Linked DNA regions of Zea mays: region 1 is linked to region 2. The links are chromatin contacts, called in public Hi-C maps. All regions are on one chromosome and are shown on one strand. The core of a region is the stretch at or near the end of the contact, and the rest is flanking DNA. Distances in the headings are between cores, read along the strand shown. Region 1 holds the start of LOC100283207 (guanylate kinase). Region 2 holds the start of LOC542420 (calmodulin).

The links. A called contact is a pair of places that touch in the nucleus more often than the background predicts.
Region 1: a contact with region 2 is called in a Hi-C map of leaf, with 3 times the contacts expected there. The contact joins the promoter of LOC100283207 here to the promoter of LOC542420 in region 2. A contact is called at or near these places in 2 of 25 Hi-C or Micro-C datasets (leaf and tassel).

What each region holds. Positions count from the first base shown.
Region 1 is chr1:52,293,103-52,298,418 of Zm-B73-REFERENCE-NAM-5.0, reverse strand. LOC100283207 (guanylate kinase) reads right to left here and starts at 3,213. Exons shown (of 4, transcript NM_001371900.1): 1 at 2,834-3,213; 2 at 1,265-1,396; 3 at 970-1,161. The coding sequence starts at 3,055.
Region 2 is chr1:51,977,210-51,982,208 of Zm-B73-REFERENCE-NAM-5.0, reverse strand. LOC542420 (calmodulin) reads right to left here and starts at 3,553. Exons shown (of 2, transcript NM_001294152.1): 1 at 3,369-3,553; 2 at 153-861. The coding sequence starts at 3,444. The coding sequence ends at 488.

The sequences.
Region 1 (5,316 bases), core at 1,964-4,463, 320 kb before region 2:
ACTCGATTTGAAATATGTAGCAAATATGGCAGCTCGCATTTGCAAACATATGCTACTGAAGTGATATTTGTGACATGAATGGTTTGAACTACCCTGCCCTGCTTCACATATAAGTGGAGTGTGCCCTTTTCTTGGCTTTTTATGAGATGAGCTTGGTAAGCCATAGGAAGATTTTAATGTAGACAACTCTGAAATATCCCTGTATATAAAGGCAACACACCAACCAGATAATTGAACAAGTTTTGACCAGGCAATGTTTATGATCTTTACTTATTGTGTTATATAAGTTGCATTTTAACCAGGCATTAGGTCGACAGTACAAATTCATGCGCATAAATTTTTGGAGTAAAAAAAAACAGTAGTGATATGATGGTTTCCTCCACTGGATTTGTAACTTCTATGGTACTTTACATCACTTAGTATTGAGTTGCATGCACCAATCAGTTCAAACCAAAAGCTTAAACTAATGGGGAGGGATAGACAATTCACTTATATTCCAACAGTCCCCCTCACGTGTATGCTCCCTCAGGACTCAAACATGAAATAGGAGCAAGCAATAATTATTTTTACTTAATTAAGCTAACCAGGATTCGAACTCTGAGTTGCATGTACCGATCAGTTCAACACCAAAGCTTAATTTAATAAGGAGAGGTGGGCAATTCACTTATACTCCAACAAGGCCTGAAATCCCATTGGCCAAATTCCAGTCACACCACTCATACCCACAAGGCCATAACACATTTTTTCCCCGATGATACAGCACTACAGCAGACTGAGTTGTTCCTGCTGAATAGTCATATAACATCGTAAGCGCATAAGTAAACCATTGTTAGTGCATATGGTAATCGTTAACTGTTAGGTATTGCTTTTTCTGAAATTTTAACTTATCCAGCATGTGTATGCACACCAATCTGCAGGTAAGAAACTGTTCTGACGCAAATAGGTAATGATATAACCATGATAGAATACCTGCTGTTTGGGGATCCCCTTGTACTCCCCATAAACAAGAGCATACTCGAGCAACTCCTCCCTCTCAATCATCGTCAGAAATTCCTCCTTACTGACAAAGTAATAGTCTTTCCCTTCAACTTCACCTGGCCTCATCGCCCTGCTTGTCGCGGTGACAACGAAATGGATCCCTTCCCTCTCCTCCTGCAGCCTCTGCAGAACAACCCACACCCGGCATTGTGAAGCCAATCAGAAACCAATGTCCTGCAGCAAAGGTAAGTGGGATTAGGGATTGTGATGACCGATGATGTGTCACCTTGATGACGGCGTCCTTGCCGACACCGCTGGGCCCGCTGATGACGAGGATCATAGGCTGCGGTGGCGGCGCCAGCGGCTCGGAGCTGAACGCGGTGCCCAGCGCCGCCTCCAGCCCCCTGAACAGCTGGTCCTGCAGTGGCACAGACAGGACGGAAGGCACTTAGACCCATTCCAATGGCACACCCCGTGCCCCCTGACCCCTTTGGCGTGTACGACAAGGCCCTGAGGGCGTCCAACGCCTCCTCCTCGGGGGACCTCTGCATGGGGGAGAGGGGCTCCTCCCCCTCGAGATCTAATATCTTCTCTTTTACTACCTCCGTTCTCGAATATTTATCGTCGGCTAGTTCATTTTTGAACTAAAACGCGACAAATAAAAAAGAACGGAGGGAATACTAATTAGTCTTTTAACTGCGAATTAACCTTTTTAAGTTTAATTATCTGATAACTATGTGTATTTAGAGGTGACACAGATGGAACAATCTTTTAGAGGAGGTATTTAACACTACGACGGTTGTGCAAGCAAACCTTATGTGCAAGCGAGCTTTTCCATCCGTTAGATCATTATTCAACCATATGTCACATTTAACACTAAAACCCTTCTACCACATGCTTGTGTAACTTCATTTAAAAACCCTTAACAAACCACAGTTACATCTTTGGCTGGATCAGGAAGCTTCTTTGCAGCTAAGGACTGCTTACCAATGTTTTCAGATCGGCGATCAGCTTCTGATCGCCAGAGGACCGATCAGAACGATTAGAGCGATTAATCGAACGATCAGTCCGATTAATCGGCTTCTGATCGGTTGATCAGAGCTCCTGATCGTCCAGGGCTGGGAAAACCGACCAGAGGTCCAGACATCAGAAATTCAGCATTCAGCATTCAGATTCAGCAGTTCAGCACTTCAGCTAAACACTAGAAATAATGGGTATAGGCTTAAAGGCAAAGACCCTAGAAATAAAATAGTCTGCTACTGTTATGCTACTAAACTGACAAGGCTCATTGGCTCAATGTAGCCTGCTCTCTTACCATGCCACAGCCACACATTATACATGTTATATAAAGAACCAAAATGAAAAAGTAGCACGAAAGAAATGGGACCGTGCTGCCTGCGTGCGTGGCCTGGCCTCTGCTCGCTTTCATCTTTCATGTGACAGTGAGTGACTGAGTGGGCTTGGGCTGTACTGCTGCAGTGGGCTGGGGCGCTGGGCTGTAGTGGCAGTGAGTGGGCCGAAATGAAGTAACGAACAGTGAAAAACGAAGCAGGCCAAACTGATCGTCCGCGATCTAGTCGGACGACTAATCGCGATTAGTCGTCGACTAATCGGACGATCAGGTTTCTGATCGCCCTGATCGCGTCGGTACTCCTTATCGGATGCGTGATGACGATCAGTCGATTAATCGCCGATTAATCGCGATTAATCGGACGATCAGAAAACACTGCTGCTTACACAGCAGTCGTTGCCGGTATTTAAATATGAATAAAAAGTTCAAATAGCGATTCAGGCATTCAGCCTTAGGCCATCCAAGGGGCAAAATTGTCAATAATATAAGCATGTGACCCAATACCTTGTCAGCACCGGGATGAGGAGGAGGCGGCGGCGGCGGGGGGCGGTGCGAGGAGTGCTGCCACCCGGCGGAGGAGGACGACATGAGGCGGCGGGGCGGGGAGCTGGGAGCCGGAGGGGTGGTGCGGGCGGCGCAGGGAGGAAGGGGCCGGCCCCGTACGAGCGACGGGGCGCGGGCGCGGGCGAGGGCGCAGGAGAACCTTCGCGAGAGAAGCATCGACATGGTTCCGGGACAAGAATGGAGATGTGGAGGCCGGCGCCCGGAGGGTGTGGACTGTGGTCTGTGGAGATTGGAGTAGGAAAGGATGGGCGAAGGCGAAGGCCAATGGTGTTTGTGGGGTTTTGGGTGCGCGTCTGCCGCAAATTTGGCATGTTCAAGGGATAAACGATCGAGGTGAACGTGAACGGTGGTCAAAGACTCAAAGTATATTCGTTTTTTTTTTAAATTTTGTTAGCGAATTTGAATATGGCTTTGCGTGTTCTCTAGAACTAGTGCGAATATTAGCATGCGGCAGATAAGAATCGTATCTAAGCAGCAGTGTGTAGATGTGTCTAACTATCCGTATTTTCCTTTTTTTCAATCGTTTTATTTAATTTATTTGTACAAGGACATTCCTAACGTGAATTTGTTACGTTGGAAACCATTTGATGTAACACGCGGGTGTTATGATCATGGTTAGTAAGTACGTTAAGAGTTAATAAAACTTAATAATAGTTTTTTATACTCACTTCGCCTCTAAATATAATTTATTTTAAACTAAATATATATTCATTAATTAACATATGAGTATAGTTTGTATGTATGTCTATATTTATTATCATTCATTCGAATACGGTGGAAAAAAATAGCTTGAAAGAACTGTATTTTGGGAGAGAGGGAGTATTTCTCTACTCCTTTAAAAGCACATGTTTCATGTATGGTGCGTGTAGATCTCTTCCTTTTCCTCGTTCTTCGGCTATTAATATCATGTTATACTATAAATATGTTATGAGAAATCATTTAAGCTCAACATGATAAGAAGCTACACACAACATAGCGCTCTCGCATATTATCACCTCACTAGTCTTTTTAACTCATATGTTTTCGGTCTTTTGGCTAAGTTAAAATTTAATATTTGTTCTTATATGTTTAATATCTAATATGTGAATCATACATTTACTTTGATATTATTTTTTTATAAATGTCGAATATGATTGTGTGTCGTCGCAACACACATGCATTGTACTAGTTGATAATATAAGTCTTACTAGCAAAGTACTCGTACACTTAAGTATAGAATATAAAACACAAATACAAATGTGTTTTATTGGCTAGTTGAGTGTCAATGTGGATTTAAAGTCAATAACCATGTTTTGAATCCTCATTTGTTCATAATTTTAGCATTTTTATAATTTAAATGAGGGGCACAACGACAGTGAAAACCATGAAACCAGAAAAAAATGGTGCTTCAATATAGTAGAGACTTGTGACGATCCTATGGGAAAAAGCCAAAAGGCCTGAAAATAAGACCTAATTTAAATTTTTTAGGAAAGTTTTTTTTGTTAATAATGAAAATATGTATAAGAAGGATTTTACTCTAGTTCTTTCCATAAATATCGATATCTTGATCTTTTATGAGCGTGTTATAAAGTTTGAAACAAAAAAATTCACATATTCGGCAGATGTTAAAGTTTGGCCGAATCTTTAGTGCCATTGCTTAGGTGATTGTTTTATATCTTACAAATCCTTTAATAGTTTACACAGCATGCATTTTTATTGTTTGCTACAACCTTATCTGACCAATTCATAGAGATATTCTTCTCGAACTCTTTGTTTATAAAAATTATCTTAATGTCCATATAGTAAACAAGAAGACCTAATTTTAGATTTATACAAGTATATTTAATTTAATTAAATAAAAATAATCAAAAAACATATTAAAGAAGGTCGAATGCTATGGTCCTTTTGCCTCCTTGGGACACCCCAAAGCCCTATTACTCTCGAAATATTTGGTGGGAGTGGTTCTTGGACGTTCGAGGGCCCATGGCTTTTCGAAACGCCGTGCTATCTCCAGTAGCTCATCTATCACATTTCATATTTTTACCTATTATTTTAAACAACACTCTACAAACAGTTTAATCTATAACGCAAAATAGTATTTTGCATAATCATATGCTCAATCTATTACACACAACCTCAAGGAGCCTGTGTCTTTTAACATGTCGTCCATGGCCCATGTAGTTCTCAATATGCCTGAGAACGCCTTGCCCTCATGTCCATTGGACATTCGAAGGAGGGTTGTGGCTGTTGGGAGGCTAGGGCCACTTGAGACGCATAGTGGATAGGTTTTATTAGGACATCCGAGTTCCCATATGGTCGTTGGGTGGCCAAAGGCCCTATATACGTTCGGGACCCTGTGGCCCTCGGGACATCGAGGCCAATCGGACCTTTAGGATCCTCAGAAAGAGTGACAAAATGGATACTAGAAACCCGATTACTGGACA
Region 2 (4,999 bases), core at 2,304-4,803:
TGATGTAGAGAAATAACGAAGGTCGCATGAGCCATCCAGAAAACCAGCGCACCTTGCTTGCTACAACATGACGTATCTCTGAATGGTCCTTCTACAACATGACGTTTTCTTGAAAACACAAGGCACCAAAGGAACATCACAACCACGGGATAAACAGAAAGCAGCAGCCTGTTGAATGGTACCAAAGGAGTCTGGGCAGATTCGATGAACAAATAGAACTACAAACTGGATCCAACTGCAATCAGTGTCCAGAACACGCAAAGCCGTACAGATTCACACAGCAGGGGAAGCACGGAGTTTCGATGACACAAATGGAGATAAGGGTGGCAGCAGGGGGACTCAAACGTTCAGCAGCTACAGCTAGTACGGTTTCTTCATGGGGAAAACGAAGGAAACAAGACCTGCATTGCCTTTCTAATATGCGATGCACGGTTTGGTTTCCTCCTTCAATTCCCGCGGGGTACTATACCGTTACCGCAGGCTTTACTCACTTGGCCATCATGACCTTGACGAACTCCTCGTAGTTGATCTGGCCATCACCATCGACGTCGGCCTCGCGGATCATCTCATCGACCTCCTCGTCGGTCAGCTTCTCGCCGAGGTTGGTCATCACGTGGCGGAGCTCCGCCGCAGAGATGAAGCCGTTCTGGTCCTTGTCGAACACCCTGAACGCCTCCTTGAGCTCCTCCTCGGAGTCGGTGTCCTTCATCTTGCGGGCCATGAGGTTGAGGAACTCCGGGAAGTCGATGGTGCCGTTGCCGTCCGCATCGACCTCGTTGATCATGTCCTGGAGCTCAGCCTCGGTTGGGTTCTGACCCAGTGATCGCATGACAGTTCCGAGCTCCTTGGTTGTGATGCAACCTGTCCGGTGCACAGCAGGGAGCAATTTCAGGTCAATCTATATAACATTAGCACAGCAGTGACGTCAAATGCTTAACCAGCCTGAGAAGTTGTCACAATAAACATCTGGTTCACAAAAGGACACGACTATTAAAATTCTGGTGCATAGATCTAACAAATGGTTTAGAAGGTTGATGGTCAGAAAACCATTTATCCAGAACCAGCCTGAAAGGTAGGAGATGATCCCAAGTCTTTGGCAGAGCCTTTACACTACTATGGAAGTACCACCAAAGTATAACTATGGATGTATCGAAATTTTAGCACAATATTTGGTACCTAACTGGCTAACTCCTGAGATATAATCTGGGTTGTGATACCTCCCTATGCCAATCATTAGCTATACGGTAAGGCCCCGTTTAGAACCGCTAGAACTAATAGTTAGCCAGCTAACAAATTGTTAACTGGGTTTAGCTTGAGCCAGCTAATGACTAATTCTTAGTTGTGAGGTACCTGACAATTAGCTGGAGTTTTTAGTTGAGAGTGTTTGGAAATCCACAGCTAATTATTAGCTCTAGATGTTCCAAACAGACCCTGAACTAAGCAGGATTGTCTTGATTTTAAAAAATATCCTTACTAAATGGAACCACTGCATGTGTACTTCATACCTAAAAACTGAGCGCCATGCATATAACAATCTAACATATAACATCACAATCATCACGTCACAACCATTACCATTTACTAAATTTACAGAAACATTCTCTTTGCATGTTCATTTGATGTTGAGGTAAATGATATAATTTTTGAGTTAAGGGTTCTAAACATAGTTTTTTCTAGAAACATCAATGTCATCTATGCAGATTTTTTTAGTATGTCAAAAAACATGGATTCTTAGCCTAACATATCTATTGTTTATTGGATCTTATTTATCATGCATGTGATTGTGGCATGAGCTGAAAGGAAACTGAAATTGTTTCAGAATCATTTAAGGTCTACAATGTCTCAAAAACAACCGAAGGGTTTGGCAATTTTATATATTGTTATTGGACGGGGTTGATATCACACCAGCATTTATGACTTCATAAAAAAATATTACAAGAAACTTTTAAGATATTATATGAATAATTGATACATTTTTGATATCATGCTCCTTTTTGCTGATAAAAAGGTATGCGTATATTAGTAAAATTTTATTTATATAGAAGAGGCCTAATCTTTAAGTATGCTCCAAGCCTCTAAAATGTCAGTGTAGAACCTCAACCAATGTTGCGCCATAGGCAACCTGGACAGTGCAAAGGCAGCACAGGCCGGCGCCACACAAGCAGCCAGGACTTCCAAACTGCCCTCCCCTGCACTTCCAAACTCCTGACAAGCAGCAGGTGGCAACCACGCTTTACTACCGCTCGCTAAGAGATTCTGATATTTGACACCAGCAAAAAACAAGTTTGTAAAATTGCCATCAGGCTCACATTTCATAGACCCAGCTGGATCCATAATTCATAGGCACAGTGGTAATTATAACAAGAAGACAACATTGGGAGTGGGAAAATTCCAATTATCTCCCACTCCCTACACCCGTGTTCCCAAACCATGGAGATATAACCAAAACCCCCAGAACATGAATGAAAATCTGAGCATGCCCAAAGCCACTGTCAGGTCTATACAAAATATGGACAATTTTTTTCTCCACTGCTATCGGATCCTTGCCAATACGTGCCCCAGCCTACACTAATAACCTGAGGAAAATTTCTTCCACGGTTAATTCTGCCCTGTAGGGCTAGTTTAAGAACTTAAATCCCCTCCAGGATTCGAGGGGATTTAAGTTTCCAAACTAGCCCTAGAAAGTTCTCACCCCTGCTCATAGACATAGATAAGCATATAATGCCAGCTAAAAAGGTGATGCAGTGTCAATTCAAACCATACCGAAGTCTCATGTGTGTCCGTGTGTGCCCCCTCCTGCCTGCCACGACCAAACCAACCCCGACCACAAACGAACGTTCTGGTTGACGCCTACCTACTGCCTACAAATAAAGCGGCCCCAGCCGGACTCGGTCCACGTGGGACAGCAAGGGGCCGGATCTCGGCCTAACTGCTTCACCACATCTGGATCGATCGGCGACGAGCAACCACGTCGATCTAGATCGCAGCGGCGCTTTTTCGCGGACCCGGACCCAATCAGACGAGATCTCCCCCACCCACGAGCAGCCGTGCAGCAGGGACGTGCCGCCGCATCACCATCTCTTGGTTGCACAGCACTACTAAAGTTTTACCGCCCGTACAGTCTCGCTGGCGCATGCTCTACGCGGCCAAAATTTTAGGCTCACGCACAGCGGCCACGAACAGGTATGCGGCTTGCGGAATCCCTGGGTTGGGTTTCTAACGTCAGGTGAAGAGCAGTCAAGACAAGGTAATTCGCGCAGCTACAGCTAATAGGAGAGCCTACAACATGGTAGATACAGATCAAGGCAGGCAGTAATAACTACAGCTAAGGAACGAAGGAAGGAGACGCGGGAGGCGTAACAGCTTACCGTCGCCGTCCTTGTCGAAGAGGCTGAAGGCCTCCTTGAACTCGGCGATCTGGTCGTCGGTGAGCTGGTCCGCCATGGTCTCCGGTCCTGTCTCTTGGCGAGCGAACGGACGATGTCTGGGTGGCCGGAGGGGAGCCGGGAGCGGAAGCGAGGTGACCAGAGGCAGGGAGCGATTTGAGGCGTCGCGTCGGGGGTGGGGGGGGAATTTTACCGGGATTTTTATATGCGCGTGCGGCCGGCGGCCCGTCCGCTCCGTTCCGCCGTCCACGCCCTCCCTTCCCCGCGAATTCCCCGAACTGCCCTTGCCGGCTGTGGTGGTGGCGTGGTGCCCCTTGGCCCAGGCTGGACTGACAGGGGATGCCAGTGTGCGAGATGGCCCGATATGCTGGACGCGGTCACTGATTGGGACGTACCATCATGGGCTGGCTCTATCGCCAGGCACAACTTTCGGCGATGCGATGACCTGGCTCGCTTGTCCAACACTTCGGTTGGGCACGGCTTGGCTGTTGTTTGTTCACCAGCATTTGGGAGGTGTCGACGTCGTGGTTTATTATGCGTGCGTGCGTGCATGTTGTGTTGTGGCCGGATCTATCAATGCCATGGATCGTCCCATCGTGATCTCCGTCGTACTAGCACATACATGGAACAGGGTAGCATATAAGGAAGCTACAGGATATGAGACTTGCTAGCTGTGAATTGTGACAAGTGAGATCTTGGCAATGCGATCTTTAGTTCAAATATATGTTGGCACTAGTTTCAACCGGAAGACATGGGGCCTGTACCGATGCCTTGGGCGGTTGAACCTTAACCCTACTTACTCCATATCTTTAGTTTGTCATAAGTTAAGTTATTTACCATTATTGTAGAGAAAGCATTAGCATCTATCATTAGAGAATAAACTATGAAAGTATATTCAGGATATATCGAACTATGTTTGCTTTATATATATTCTTTAAAATTAATTTTATTTATACAGAGAGAGTAGTTTATAAAAAAATACCCACAACCAGAAGGAACGTCAACTCGGCAAGGGTGGGTTCGTAATTTTTTTTTTTTTTTGGAAAAATGCAGATATGACGCCATGTGGCCCAGGCGTCCAGCTATAAACAAAAGTGCCCATGACTTCCAAACAGGGGGCGGCACGCTCCAGTTTTCCAAGCGGCGGATATTACCGTATTACCCCGGACGCGGTTCGGACGCGGAGCCGGCTCCCCGCCGATGCCACGTCGTCAGCTACGCACGCGTACCGTCTCCCGTAGGTCCTGGGCCTGCGGGCTGCGGCCGCATCTTGTAGCGCGTACTAGAGCCCAACCAGATGTTTTGTAAGGAGGGAGTACGTACTCTGTAGGATGGAGGAAAGAAAGGCCCATTCATGATTCGTTGGACTCTTTGCTTTTCCATTCCAGTTTTGATGCTCTCGTAGGGTACAGTACCAGTACCTACCAACAATGGCACAGATATTAGCTTCAAAAGCAGGCTTCCCGCTTTGACGCTTTTGGCCAGCGAGAGTGAGCAGGGTAGCGGCATCCATGGCTGTTGGCAGTTGGCACCATCACCCGCCGCCTACTTGCCTTGTTGCTTTTTAATCAAGCTTTGCAAAAAGTCCTGCGATTGGATTTCCATCTCGGGGC